3 separate regions of the Hordeum vulgare genome follow, and regions 2 and 3 are each linked to region 1. The links are chromatin contacts, called in public Hi-C maps. All regions are on one chromosome and are shown on one strand. The core of a region is the stretch at or near the end of the contact, and the rest is flanking DNA. Distances in the headings are between cores, read along the strand shown. Region 1 holds the start of LOC123443748 (glyoxylate/succinic semialdehyde reductase 2, chloroplastic). Region 2 has its middle 37 kb from the start of LOC123441736. Region 3 has its middle 36 kb from the start of LOC123441736.

Region 1 (4,173 bases), core at 731-3,230:
TTAGTTGGATTCAAGTTTGAACTATTTTATTTAAAAACTTAGTTGGATTGTAATATTTTAATTAGAACTATTGTGGCATTTGAATATTTTCACTCATCAAAGATTTGATATGTTATTATTTTAAACTTGTGGATTCTAACAAGTAGAGGCAAACGTTTAAGGGACAAGGTGAGATTGTCGACTCCCATACCGTTGTTCACGGGAGAGTCCGGACCAGTCCATGGATAAATACAGTGCTCACTTTGAGGGTCGGTGTTGAAGGTGCCCTAACATATTTGTCCAAATAATAGTGTGTTGTATGTGCTCTTTCTACTAACAAATAAAGTACCAAAGGCAAAGTTGGCTAACTAGGACTAAATTGAAAAATCCACCACAATAACGTTTGAAGTTTGTCGAAACGCTAAAAGTTTGCAAAAACAACCGATCCATAGTACCCCTTTCATCTACTAATAAAAGGTCACTTCATATGTTTATGTCGAATTTTGATCATTAATTTTACCAATGAAATGTGAGTCATATGCCATAAAATGTATACCATTGGATGCACATTTGAAAGAACTTTTCAGTCATATATTTTTTACAAAATACAACCAATGGTTTTTGGTCAAGATTCGACATGAAAAACGAAGTGGCTTTGTTCTATTACAAAAACTGAAAATTGGTCTTTTTTGTAAAATTTTAACATTTGGGTTGTTTTCAGCAAATTACAAAGCAATTGTGGTGGTATTTTTATAACTAGATGATGCCCCGCGCGTTGCTGCAAAAAACATGATAAATAGATATATAAATAGGTGTTGAAAAACAAAATCTATTTGCTAAAAACATATTAGTATTGCTCTCGTTTTATATTTCAAGAATAATAAATCATATGAAGCATTTAACAAAGAGATGCATAAAAAAGTGTAACATGATCTACATATATTTGCTCTAAAGTATACACCGTTTTATTCTCATAACAAAAATTAGTGAAATAATGTGTAGATTAGTGCACACATTATAACTTATGACCACATGTATGACTTGATGATGTCGCATGGTTACATAAAAAAATTATGACTAAATGCATGACTGATAATGTGACATGGTTGCATGAGAAGAAATAATAGGTAGTAGGTTACAACTACTCCGTATTTAAGAATAGAAGATTTAGTCCGTTAATAGTATAGCCAACTGCTGGCTATAAGCAGTTTTATAGCTCATCTTATAGCTAACTTGTACAATAGTTAGCTATAAAAGAGTACTACTTTTATCATATATGGTCCACCTTTCATTCTCACAAAGCACCTAGGAGCACGTGCTAGAGCTGGCTCTTCACGAAGAGTCCGCTTCCCTTCTCTCTTCTTTTCTCTCTCATCCAACTCAGTAAAAATATACTTCCTCCGTTCCTAAATATAAGACATTTTAGAGATTGCACTATAAACTACATACGGATGTACATAGACATATTTCAGAGTATAGATTCATTCATTTTGTTCCTTACGTAGTCTCTTATAAAATTCCTAAAAGGTCTTATATTTTGAAACGAAGGGAGTAGTATTTTAATTCTTACAGTCTGCTGACTGTACCTTATTGTACTTGCTCTTGGTTAATAGTATAGCCAACTGCTGGCTATAAGCAGTCTTATGGCTTATCTTATAGCTAGCTTGTACAATAGTTAGCTATAAAAGAGTACTACTTTTATCATATATGGCTCACGTTTCATTCTCACAAAGCGCCTAGGAGCCCGTGCTAGAGCTGACTCTTCACGAAGAGCCCGCTTCCCTTCTTTCTTCTCTTCTCTCTCATACAACTCAGCAAAAATATACTCCCTCCGTTTCAAAATTATTGTCTCAAGCTTAGTACAAATTTGTACTAGAGCTAGTACAAAGTTAAAACACTTATTTTAGAACGGAGGGAGTAGCATTTTAATCCTTACAGTGTGCAGACTGACCTTGTACTTGCTCTAACCGGAGCGGGGTTCGGATCGGGTGGCGCAGCCGCGTCGCGTTGGGCTCGCACGCTGTCCCAGATCACGCTTTTGCGACCGCGGATCCGCGACCACCAGCAGTTGTAGCTTCGTCGTCGCGGAGCTCGAATCTTATCCCGCTTATTATCTGCATCCATGGCCGCGGCCAGCTTCCTCCTCAGCCCCAGGGTGACGCTGCCCCTGCGCCGAGGATCCCGCCTCCTCGTGTCCTGCTCCGCCTCTTCGTCGTCCTCCTCGTCAGGTGTCGGCTCCCTTCTTCGGTTCAGCAGACGCAGCTGTGTATGTAGTGTAGTTGAAAGATTCAATGTAGTACTAGTACTTATCAGATTCTTCTTGCGTCTCAGATGCTGCTGGAGGGATGGGATTCCAGGGAAGGGTGGGGTTCTTGGGCCTCGGGATCATGGGCGCCCCCATGGCATCAAACCTCATCAAGGCTGGGTGATTCCCTTCTCTTCTACTTCTGTCTCTCTTCCTTCTTTTCCCTTTTGTTGTTACCGGGAAACATACAGTTTTACTTTGGTACCTTGTCTTCTTGTCTTGGATTTTTATACATTTCAAATCAGTATTATGCTTATGCTTTTACTGACTGGTGATCAAAATATCGAATGTATGGTTTTATGCTTATGCTTTTACTGACTGGTGATCTGCAGTTGTGATATTACAGTTTGGAACAGAACCAAGAGCAAGTGCGATCCTCTTCTCAGCCTCGGTGCCAAGTATGCTCCACATCAACTCAATTGTGATCTACAACCATCTTCTACTTATTAAATATGTGCCATTTCCTAAACAACTACCTGAGGGATTGTCTGTAGCTCGTGGATTCGGGCCGAAACCACACCACCTCATAACTGAAACTTGATATAACTATAAAACTCTCACATGTTCACTAGTAAACACAACTACATTTTTCTTCTCTGACTACCTTGTTCTGCTCTACTTTATTTGAAAACATTATATTTTCCTAAAATCTTGTACATCTAGATAGCTAGCCCCCGCTACTATATTAATATCAACATGCAAGCATGCCACCTCATCATGTAACATGCATGGGAAAAGGTCCACCTCAACATCCAAACATGCATAAGAATTTCCATTCTATTATGCTATTTATATTTAATAAAAAATATACAACTACACAGTAATCAAACATAATATATCATTTATATTTTCTTTTTATAGTTATCATATTGTTACTCCAAATACCCATATAACCAAATATATTACAAAACATTCCCGCAACAACGTGCGGGGTATCATCTAGTTCCACTAAAAACTGTTCCCACTTGAAAGAGACCAAAGATTATGGTGTGAATGGATTTAGTCTATTAGATAGTTCATGTTGTTGATGTTGATCAAAGTTAAGAGACAGTATTGCGTGTAACAAAAGATGTAAGCAACACTCCGTTTGATTGACTCTCTCATACAAGAGGATGGCTTCCTACAGGTTCGAATCTTCGCCCGCCAGAGTTTCATCATCCTGTGATGTCACCTTTGCAATGCTTGCTGACCCAGAAAGCGCGGTATAAGTTCCGTTTCAGCATTCCAATGGCCATTTCTTTTATTCATGAAGTCTCGGCATGATAACATACCTAATCATGTCCATAAACGATTTGTTTCAAAGTTTGAGGTTGCATGTGGGGCTAATGGAGCCGCAGAAGGGATGGCCCCAGGGAAAGGGTAAGTGCTAACTAATTGCTCTCAAGAAAAAGGGTTAAAAATTCCAGAGCATTTGCAGAACAGCAGAAGTAGACCTTAAAAACATCATATTTTCTCTTGCTTGTCCGTCATAGGTATGTCGATGTTTCGATCATATTTGTCTTGCTTGTCTGCCGTAGGTATGTCGATGTGTCAACAGTCGATGATGCAACATCTAAGCTAATTGGCAAACGTATTACAAGTACTGGGGCATCTTTTCTCGAGGTAGTTTTTGGTCCATATCATTGGTTGTACTGTTCCTGTATGTAATTGTTGATTTTGTTGTGTGGATGTGCAACTAGCAATGTAATTTCAGTGCTTCTACTCTTGGTCCAATGTTTAGTTGATGATTTTTCAGTAGGCTCCAGTTTCAGGCTCAAAAAAGCCAGCAGAAGATGGACTGCTAATCTTTCTTACTGCAGGTAAACTTGTTTCTTCATTCTTGGTCATTGAGGAAATCTAGTACTCCCTCCGATCCATATTACTTATCGCTCAAACGGATGTATCTGAAC
Region 2 (4,173 bases), core at 695-3,194, 510 kb before region 1:
TGGCCCTTGCCACAAGTCCTCAAGACAAGGAAACTGGACCACATATCGTGGGTCACTCATCGTCACGACAGTTAAGGTGCGGGTGGATACCCGCGTGATTGCGACGAGGTGTGGCTGGGCATTCTTGGGCCTTGCCACAATTCCTCGAGACGGGGCGACGGGACCACCTATCATGGATCATTGATCATCACGGTAGTTTAACAAAGCATTACTGGGTTTAGTTATGTGATCTGAGAAGGCCTCTGGCATGTTTCGCACTAACCACCACATGGGAATAAGTATGGGCACTATGCGTTGTACATTCACTCAAAAGCTCTTCAGATATCATAGTGAGCAGCACACATTGGGTGGTCCGTGCAAGGAATGTTCTTATATTAAGAGGTTCTAGGACTGATATCGGCCATCCTCGCAATGCACAGGACTGTGAAGGGAGATTGGCCCATGACCCGTTTGTGATTAGGATGTAAACCGGCGTGCGACCTTTCTATTGAGCCTAGGTAGGACTACACCGTGTCGATCAGCAGAGGCCGGGCATGACCCAGGAAAGTGTGTCCGACCGGAGTTAATCGAGCACGTAGGGTAAGTTTGTGCACCCCTGCACGGAAGTATATCTATTCAAATAGTCGTGTCCACGGTAATAGGCGCTCAGAGGGTATCCTGATCTTCTATAACTGGAACTGGATACTTGTGATGTTAAATTGAAATGTTGGCTCCCAAATTGCTTTCTCGCACGAAATCGAGGAAGGATCTCTGGGAATTTTTAATGAATTTGTGCAACATAATTATTACATATGTGTTGCTGATCTACACTCTTCTAATACTACAAGACACTAAAGATGCTTGTCTTCGATAGGACTAGCCCCCCTCTTTATTCTGGAATTTTTTGCAGTCAGTCCAAAGATATAGCCCCATTCCTTTGAAACTGATGCATATTTAGCATAGTCCTCATGTCAGTCTTGTGAGTACTTTGGATGAGTACCCATCGTTGCTTTGCTCCCCCTTTTTCTTTTGATACGATTGTCACGACCATATGACGAAGCCCAGGAGATGGGTCATCCCGCAGGCGACTACTACTTCCCCGATGGAGCCTACTACTATGTGGAGGCCGCTGACGACCAAGTGTAGTTAGGAGGCTCCTAGGCAGGAGGTGTTGCCTTTTCGTTCAGATTTTATGTTTGTGCTAGCCTTCTTAAGGCAAAACTTGTGTACTTATGTCTGTACTCACATATTGCTTGCTTTCGCGACTCGTTTATTTTCGAGCTTATGTATTCGAGCTCTCGAGGGCCGTCGCTTGTAATATTAAGCTTGTATGACTTTAATTTGCGTCTAGGGTTGTGTTGTGATACCTTCCCCTGAGTCCCTAATCTTGGTCGTACACATTTGCATGTATGATTAGCGTTTGATCAAAATGGGGGCGTCACATGCACCTATATAGTTGGTGCCACATCCCTAGTTTTAGACATGTTTGCCATTGCATTTCATACATGCATTCTTTTAATGAATTGAGGATCTAGTAAGCCTCATAAAGCATTCTTCACAAAAATGACCAAGATAACATTGCCTCAAACAACTCCAAGAAAATGTTCTTGTTGTTCTGTGAAAATATTGGCAATAGGGAAAACTTAAACCAATACTTTTGGAATCACAAAAATATATATATTTGGAATTTTAGTTAATCCAATAAGTTTTTGCATTGGATCTATAAGTACTATAAATAGTTTTATAGAACCTAAAATTCTGAAAGGTTGCAAGTGGCCCTGAATATATTCCAATAAGCCACATAAATATTTTCAAAAGGTTTTCAAATGATTAGGTATTTGAATCAAATAAAAACATAATACAAATAAATAAATGACAGAAACAAACAGAAAATAGAGAGGACTATCCTGGAGCTTACCTCGCGGCCCACTGGACAGCCAGCCCACCAGGCCCAGCTCGCCACTCGTCTTCTCCATCGTGCCAGAAGGACGCCGGCGTGTGCCCGACGCACACGCGCGCTCAGCGCACCATGCACCAGCCTGTCGCCCCCTCCCCGCTAGTGCGACGAGATGGATAGCTTCGTCACAGACGTGCCGACCCTGCCAGCTCCCTCTCCTCCCTTTCCCCTCCCTCTGTCTTTTCCCCTTTTCCATGCCGAATCGTCCATGGCCAAGCTACCACCGTTCACGTAGCCACCGGCCACCATTCGCGTAGCAACCAGCCACCCCTTGCCCCTCTGTCTTGTCCAACGGAACCGCCTCGATGCCATGCCAACGGAACCGCCTCGATGCCATACACTCTGTGCTGTAGCCGTCATCCACGCGAGCTCCTAGCACCACCGTCCTCCATTGACGACAAGCTCCATGCTCTGGTGCACTTCGACTCGACCTAGTTGCACCATTGGGTTCCTGCTGCTCCGTAGATGCCTCCCGGTCCCCTAGCCTGCTTGATAGAACATCCCAGCGCTAAGAGTGCAACCACCGAGCTCCAGCCGCCACCTCCATCGTCGCACACGACGACTCCGACCGTCCCCCGAGCCCCGAGTTGGCCCGCTAGACGCAGGGGGGTTGAGGTCTACGCCCTGGTGCCATCTCCAATGTCCTTGTGGCCTCCTCCGCGGACGCTGATGTGTCCAGAGGTCACTAGCGTCGAGCCTCGCCGGCCTGGGCCACTCACCGGCAGGTCCTGCATGCCACATAATTAAGTTAAGCCTAATTACCAATTAGCTAATCCCACGAGCTACTCACGTGTGGACCCCGTGGTCTAATAAAGCCCTAGTTAAAACTGAAACATGTTAATTATAGCCGAGCCACTGATGTGTGGACCCCACACATCAGGTTTGACCTGACCCGGCTTTGTTGACCGCACTCTGACACAGAAGTGACGCAATATTTGATTTCTGGATTTATTTAATTCCAGAAAATTCTTAAAACTTTTAAAAATCATTGAAAATAATTTGTAAGTCCAATGAAAATAAATTATATATGAAATTATCAAAAAAAATCGATGAATCTGGTGGTGGCATTTTCATGCATGTTAGAAGAACTTATGTATTTTGTTTAGGGAAAATCAAAAAAATGCCATTTAAATATTCACATATGGAGTTTCAATTTGAACCTTTGGTTCAAACCAACTTCATTTAATCTTGATGCTAGATGCATTAGCTCAATCAACATCATTTTGGCATGTCATGATCATGCATCATAGTGTTGCATTCCTTTGAAGTAAATGTTATTCTTTTTCTCTTTGCCGGTGCTATTCCCTCTCGGTAGACGATGGTTTCGGCGTTGTGATCGTTGGCACCAATGAAGACCCATGGTTATCCTGAGAACTGTGAGGCAAGCAACCTCCCTTGTGCATTCCGATACAATCTCACTCTCTCGCTCCTTCTCTCTTTTAAATGCATTAGGACAACAACGATTCAATGTTATTTGTTCTCGGTAGTTGAACCCATTCCTTTGCATGACATGTCTTTGTCACAGTAAATAGTTGAAACCATTTGGGATGAGTAGCAATTGCTTGAGCCTTGTTGTGCTTACTTATCCATGCTTTCTTAATATGACTGCTATGCTTAGAGTCGTGTCGGTTTTGATCCATCTAGACAATGAATTGGAATGGTTGTGTTCATGTCCTGCTGTGTGAGAGTAAAGCGTGTAAACACGATTTGGTAAAGGTAGTGATGAGAGTCCATGTAGGAGTACATGGAGGGTTGTCTCATTGGTACCGTCCTTAATAATTGAGTTCTTTGTACTTTATCCAAGACAAGATACTACCACGCATTGGGATACTTAATTGACCCTCTCGGCTTATTAATCGCCTAGATCTCTGTCCAGGAGTTACAATTAGTTACTAGTGTTTGTAGGAAAAGTGTTGGCGGCCGTGTTTAGCTATGCCCAATAGGGTAGCTTCAGCGCGTTAGATACACAGTGGCACGTGATACGTCCCAAACGTATCTATAATTTCTGCTTGTTCCATGATCTTTTGTGTGACATTGTTATATGTTTTGCTACACTTTCATACCTTTTAAAACATATTTCGACTAACCTACTAACTCAGTGCACCCAGTGCCAGTTTGTGTCTGCTGGTGTCTTTTTTGCAGGGACTTTTACCCAAATTTACAGAGCCCCAAAAATCCCGAGAAAAATATATAAAAATCAGTGTGACAGAAGCTTCATGAAGCACGAAGATGGGCCA
Region 3 (4,173 bases), core at 645-3,144, 430 kb before region 1:
ACGTTCCCAAGAGCATCCTCCACGACACCAACAAATTGGAAAGAGTTTTCCTTTGGGATGGCTCTGACAAGACAACAGGGGTAAAATGCAAAGTCAACTGGGACTTGGTATGCAGGCCATACGAGCGTGGAGGGCTTGGTGTGCTTAACACAAAAAAGTTCGCGCGAGCTTTCCGGCTCAGATGGCCATGGTTCGAATGGAAAGAGCCATCCAAACTATGGGTTGGCATGGATAACCCCTGCGACAACATTGACCTCAATCTCTTCTACGCTTCCACCACCATCACCATGGGTAATGGCACAAGAACTCCTTTTTGGGACGCTCCATGGATTAATAACCAAAAACCCAAGGATTTAGCTCCACTCATTTTCGAGGCTTCTATGCGCAAAAATTGGAAGGTGAGAGAGGCCCTCAATAATGGGGCATGGGTTGCCAAGGTCAAAGTTTCCGCAAACTTCACCATGGAGCATATTTGACAATTTGTGACCCTTTGGTCCACCATCCAAGGCCTTCACCTCGATGAGCATGCAGAAGACCATATCCTGTGGAGGCACACGAGAAGAGGGCAATACTCCGCGGACTCCGCCTACAAGGCCCAATTCCTGGGTACGGTCTACTCTGCAATGGAGCAAATGATATGGAAAGTGTGAGCCCCTCCCAAGGACAAGTTTTTCTCCTGGCTGGCTACACAAGACCGTATTTGGACCGCCGACCGACTAGCCAAGCGAGGATGGCCGAACTGTAACCTCTGCCCACTCTACAAGCAAGTAGAGGAGTCCGATCCCCATATGTTCTATAAGTGCCGGTTCACACTCCGTCTTTGGAGCATGGTGAACGACTGGCTCCACTTGATTGACTTTAATAATTCAGGTTGGCATCTTGAGAATTCAGTTAGTGATTGATAGGTCTAGAAATCCGATGACAGCAAGCCCAACAGGAAGGCATTGGCATCCCTTATGATGCTTGTCGAATGGATTCTTTGGAATAAGTGAAACGCGTGCGTCTTTCATCACAAGAATACGCCAACAACAATCTTGCTCAACAACATCAAAAGCAAAACAGTTGGGCATCATCATACCGGGAAAGTGAGCTCTATGTAGTGTGGGGTTTGTAATAAAAATTCTATTCTCCTCTTATTTAATATATGAGACAAATCTTTTGCCCCCGTTTAAAAAAAAACCATCCCTAGTTCAACCAATCCTAGTTCTGAGGATCTTGGAGCCGAGATCACCACGGCGAAACTCACGAAACCCCGCATGTACATGACTAACATCAGATCAGCGATGAACTGATCAGGATGCCATGACAAGCACATGAGGTCAGGAGAAAGTGAAGGGAATAAAGAGGATGTGGACAAAACTGATGGGAGCAGTGCGTGAGCGCAAATCTTCTCGCTCGATTTCCAGTGCCGCGGCGTCCTGTGGTGGCGACAACCAGCTCGTGATCCTGCAACGTTTGCACATGCAAACAGTGACCACACGCGCGTGACCACGTCAATATTGTCAGCATGGAGACTTGCCTCGGGATCGGCAAGTAATTGAATCTTAGATCAGGCCAACGGCAGTCCTGATCAAGCACAACCAACAGTCCAACAGCCAGTTGTTATTTTTATTGTTTTCGCATTGATGATGCGTTGCATGGACCTGGTAAGCAGCCACAGACGTAATGCTGCAAACAACATCTGCAAGTAACCAAGAGTGCTAACTACACAAAGTTAATCTTACAAGCGAATTAGAGAAGATTAGTCACCAGGATGCTTGCCAATTTAGGCACGAAGGCTTTCAAAAAAAAAAAGTTAGGCACGAAGGCACCTGGCACGTTAGCCTTCACCGGAATGTATATTTGGAGCTCCCTCCTATTTGTCGCAGGCGTGCGTCAAACTGGCGCACTTTCGCGCAGAGCCTCCGACCGACTAGGCCGGTCCATGTAGCTATCCTCTGTGATGTAGCTAAACTGCACTGCAGTAGACCTGGTACTCTAGCAAACAGGAGGCCGTACCGTTTCGAATTCGGTTTTTTGAAAATTCACGATTTTATTTCTAAAATTGAATGCTAGTGGGCTCATTTTTTTTTTTAAAAAGTGTACACTTTTTGAAATTTCAAACTTTTATTAACATGCTAATTTCAAAAAATAAGAAATGTGAATATTTTCACAAACACAACTTGTTTTTGAAATGATGTATAGTTTTTAAAACGTGAATATAAAAATTGAGATAAATTTTTGAAAAATCCCAAACATTTTCTGAAACACAAATTTTTTTAATCTGTGATTGTATTTCAAACACGAATACTTTAACATTCCAAACTATTTTTAAAATTTACGAACATCTTTCTAAAAAAGGAAAAAAATGGAAATGAAAGGGAAAAATAAAAACGAAAGAAAATACAGTAAAACAATCTAGAGAAAAAACCAATATGAGTGAGCCGAAATCTTCAATGTGGCCAAAACCAAATAAGGAGTTGCCTAGCTAATGGGCCGACCCGTTTCAATTGTCTTGTGTGATTTGCGCGCCTTAAATTGGAACGATGATCCATAGATAGTCATCTAGTGCACAAGCACCGAAGTCACTAATTAAGGCGCAAGTACCGTCAGAGACGAGCAAGACGCTTGGAAATCGCTATGAAAGACACATGTTTGGGCGAATGCACGGTTGTTTCTATGGAGGTTGTCAACACATTCACTCACAACGGAAGATGTTAGGGCCTACAAACACGTGAAAGACAATGGTTTGTGCGGACTATGCGATGTGCTCGACTCCTGGAGACACTTATTGATAGTTTGCACAAAGTCAGGATGTACTTGGGCTATTGTCGACCAGGACTTGACTCAAATTCTGGCAACTACCTATGAACCAAGTGCTAAGCAATGCTTATTTACACTTATGAAATCATTATCACATGTACATTTTGCGAATCTTTGGTTACTCTTTAAGGCATGTGGTGTGCTAGACGCAAGGCCATCCGTGAGGGCATATTTCTAACACTGCAAGCAAACTATAATTTATAAAAGAGGTTCATTGATGAACTAGATATGGTTAGAGAAACTCGTCCACATATAATTGAGAGGCCATCAAATCTTTCTCAAGTTAGGCGCCAACGGCCTAAGGCACCACCACTACGTTACGCCAAAGTTCATGTTGATGCTCGGTGCGACCGTGAAGGGGCGGTTCCATGGCAGCGGTATGCGGAGCCAAAGAAGAAATTTTTTGAACAACTCTTCACTCGTGATACAAGGAGTGCATAATCCAACGAGCCTCGAGGCCATTGCGTGTAGGAGCTATCACCATTGCTAGAGATTTGCATCTTCAACATTTTGCCATCGCTTCTTACTCCAAACTAGTGGTAGGAGATATCAACAAAGGTGCCCTAGGAAGCTACAATGCCATCATTAGCGAAACTAATCTTATAGCACTTTAATTTTAGTGTAATTTTACTTTTGAAAGTCGTGCGATCAATTTCGACACACATAGTCTAGCCAAGTTTCCTCCATCTCTGAGTGAGGGACGTCATGTGTGGCTTGGATAACTCTATGATCCGAATTGTATCCCACTTATTATGTTCTTTGATGAATAGTACTTGGTTTACCCCTAAAAATAATAATTAATGGGTATCCCTTGCAAAGGTCACTCCCAACTTTTCTAGGTTGCAACAACTCGCGCGCTGCATGGGCACCACTTGTCGCAACGTGAGTGTTTCTCTTTTTCCATAGATTATTCGTTTATTCATAATGTTTTATCTCTCAAACCTTGTCTCCAAATTCCGAACTACTTTCACCATCAGATTTCTCGCATCGAGACCTTCAAAACTAGATCACATGTTAATATATTTTCATGAACTTTCTTTCACAAAAATACCGAAAGAAAAAAAGCGAGTCGAAGGCATGTTTCCTCCCTTCCAAAGAGGCATAGATGTGCCTCCCGCGGAAGCAAATATGTGCGTCCATGCCTATCTCGAAAGAAAGAAATAAAATGCATTTTTTCATTTCTGAGTGGCACAACGAAAGCAAATCTATGCCCCAAAAAAAGTAAATATGTGTCTTCGCGAAAAGCAAATGTGTGCCTCTCACGAAAGAAAAACATATGTTTTTTTTCCAAGATGCACAATTGTGCCTTTCGCAAAAGCTAGCATGTGCCTTCACGAAAAGCAAATATGTGCCTCTAGTGAAAGAAACAAA

The links. Hi-C and Micro-C count contacts between places; a contact is called where the count stands out from the background.
Region 2: a contact with region 1 is called in a Hi-C map of seedling, with 4 times the contacts expected there. The contact joins the enhancer-like site here to the promoter of LOC123443748 in region 1. A contact is called at or near these places in 2 of 6 Hi-C or Micro-C datasets (leaf and seedling).
Region 3: a contact with region 1 is called in a Hi-C map of leaf, with 2.4 times the contacts expected there. The contact joins the enhancer-like site here to the promoter of LOC123443748 in region 1. A contact is called at or near these places in 3 of 6 Hi-C or Micro-C datasets (leaf and seedling).

The regions. Positions count from the first base shown.
Region 1 is chr3H:325,510,660-325,514,832 of MorexV3_pseudomolecules_assembly, reverse strand. It overlaps LOC123443748 (glyoxylate/succinic semialdehyde reductase 2, chloroplastic), which reads left to right and starts at 1,980. Exons shown (of 12, transcript XM_045120269.1): 1 at 1,980-2,207; 2 at 2,311-2,404; 3 at 2,617-2,682; 4 at 3,411-3,486; 5 at 3,588-3,643; 6 at 3,802-3,886; 7 at 4,023-4,083. The coding sequence starts at 2,102.
Region 2 is chr3H:326,017,717-326,021,889 of MorexV3_pseudomolecules_assembly, reverse strand. No RefSeq gene overlaps it. Among protein-coding and RNA genes, the nearest start is that of LOC123441736, 37 kb to the right of the region's middle. Within about 2 kb of position 1,944, at least 3 of the 3 cell types and tissues checked have open chromatin away from gene starts, as enhancers often do. A contact at or near this core is called in leaf and seedling, where this site is marked.
Region 3 is chr3H:325,945,187-325,949,359 of MorexV3_pseudomolecules_assembly, reverse strand. It overlaps the pseudogene LOC123441735. Among protein-coding and RNA genes, the nearest start is that of LOC123441736, 36 kb to the left of the region's middle. Within about 2 kb of position 1,894, at least 2 of the 3 cell types and tissues checked have open chromatin away from gene starts, as enhancers often do. A contact at or near this core is called in leaf, where this site is marked.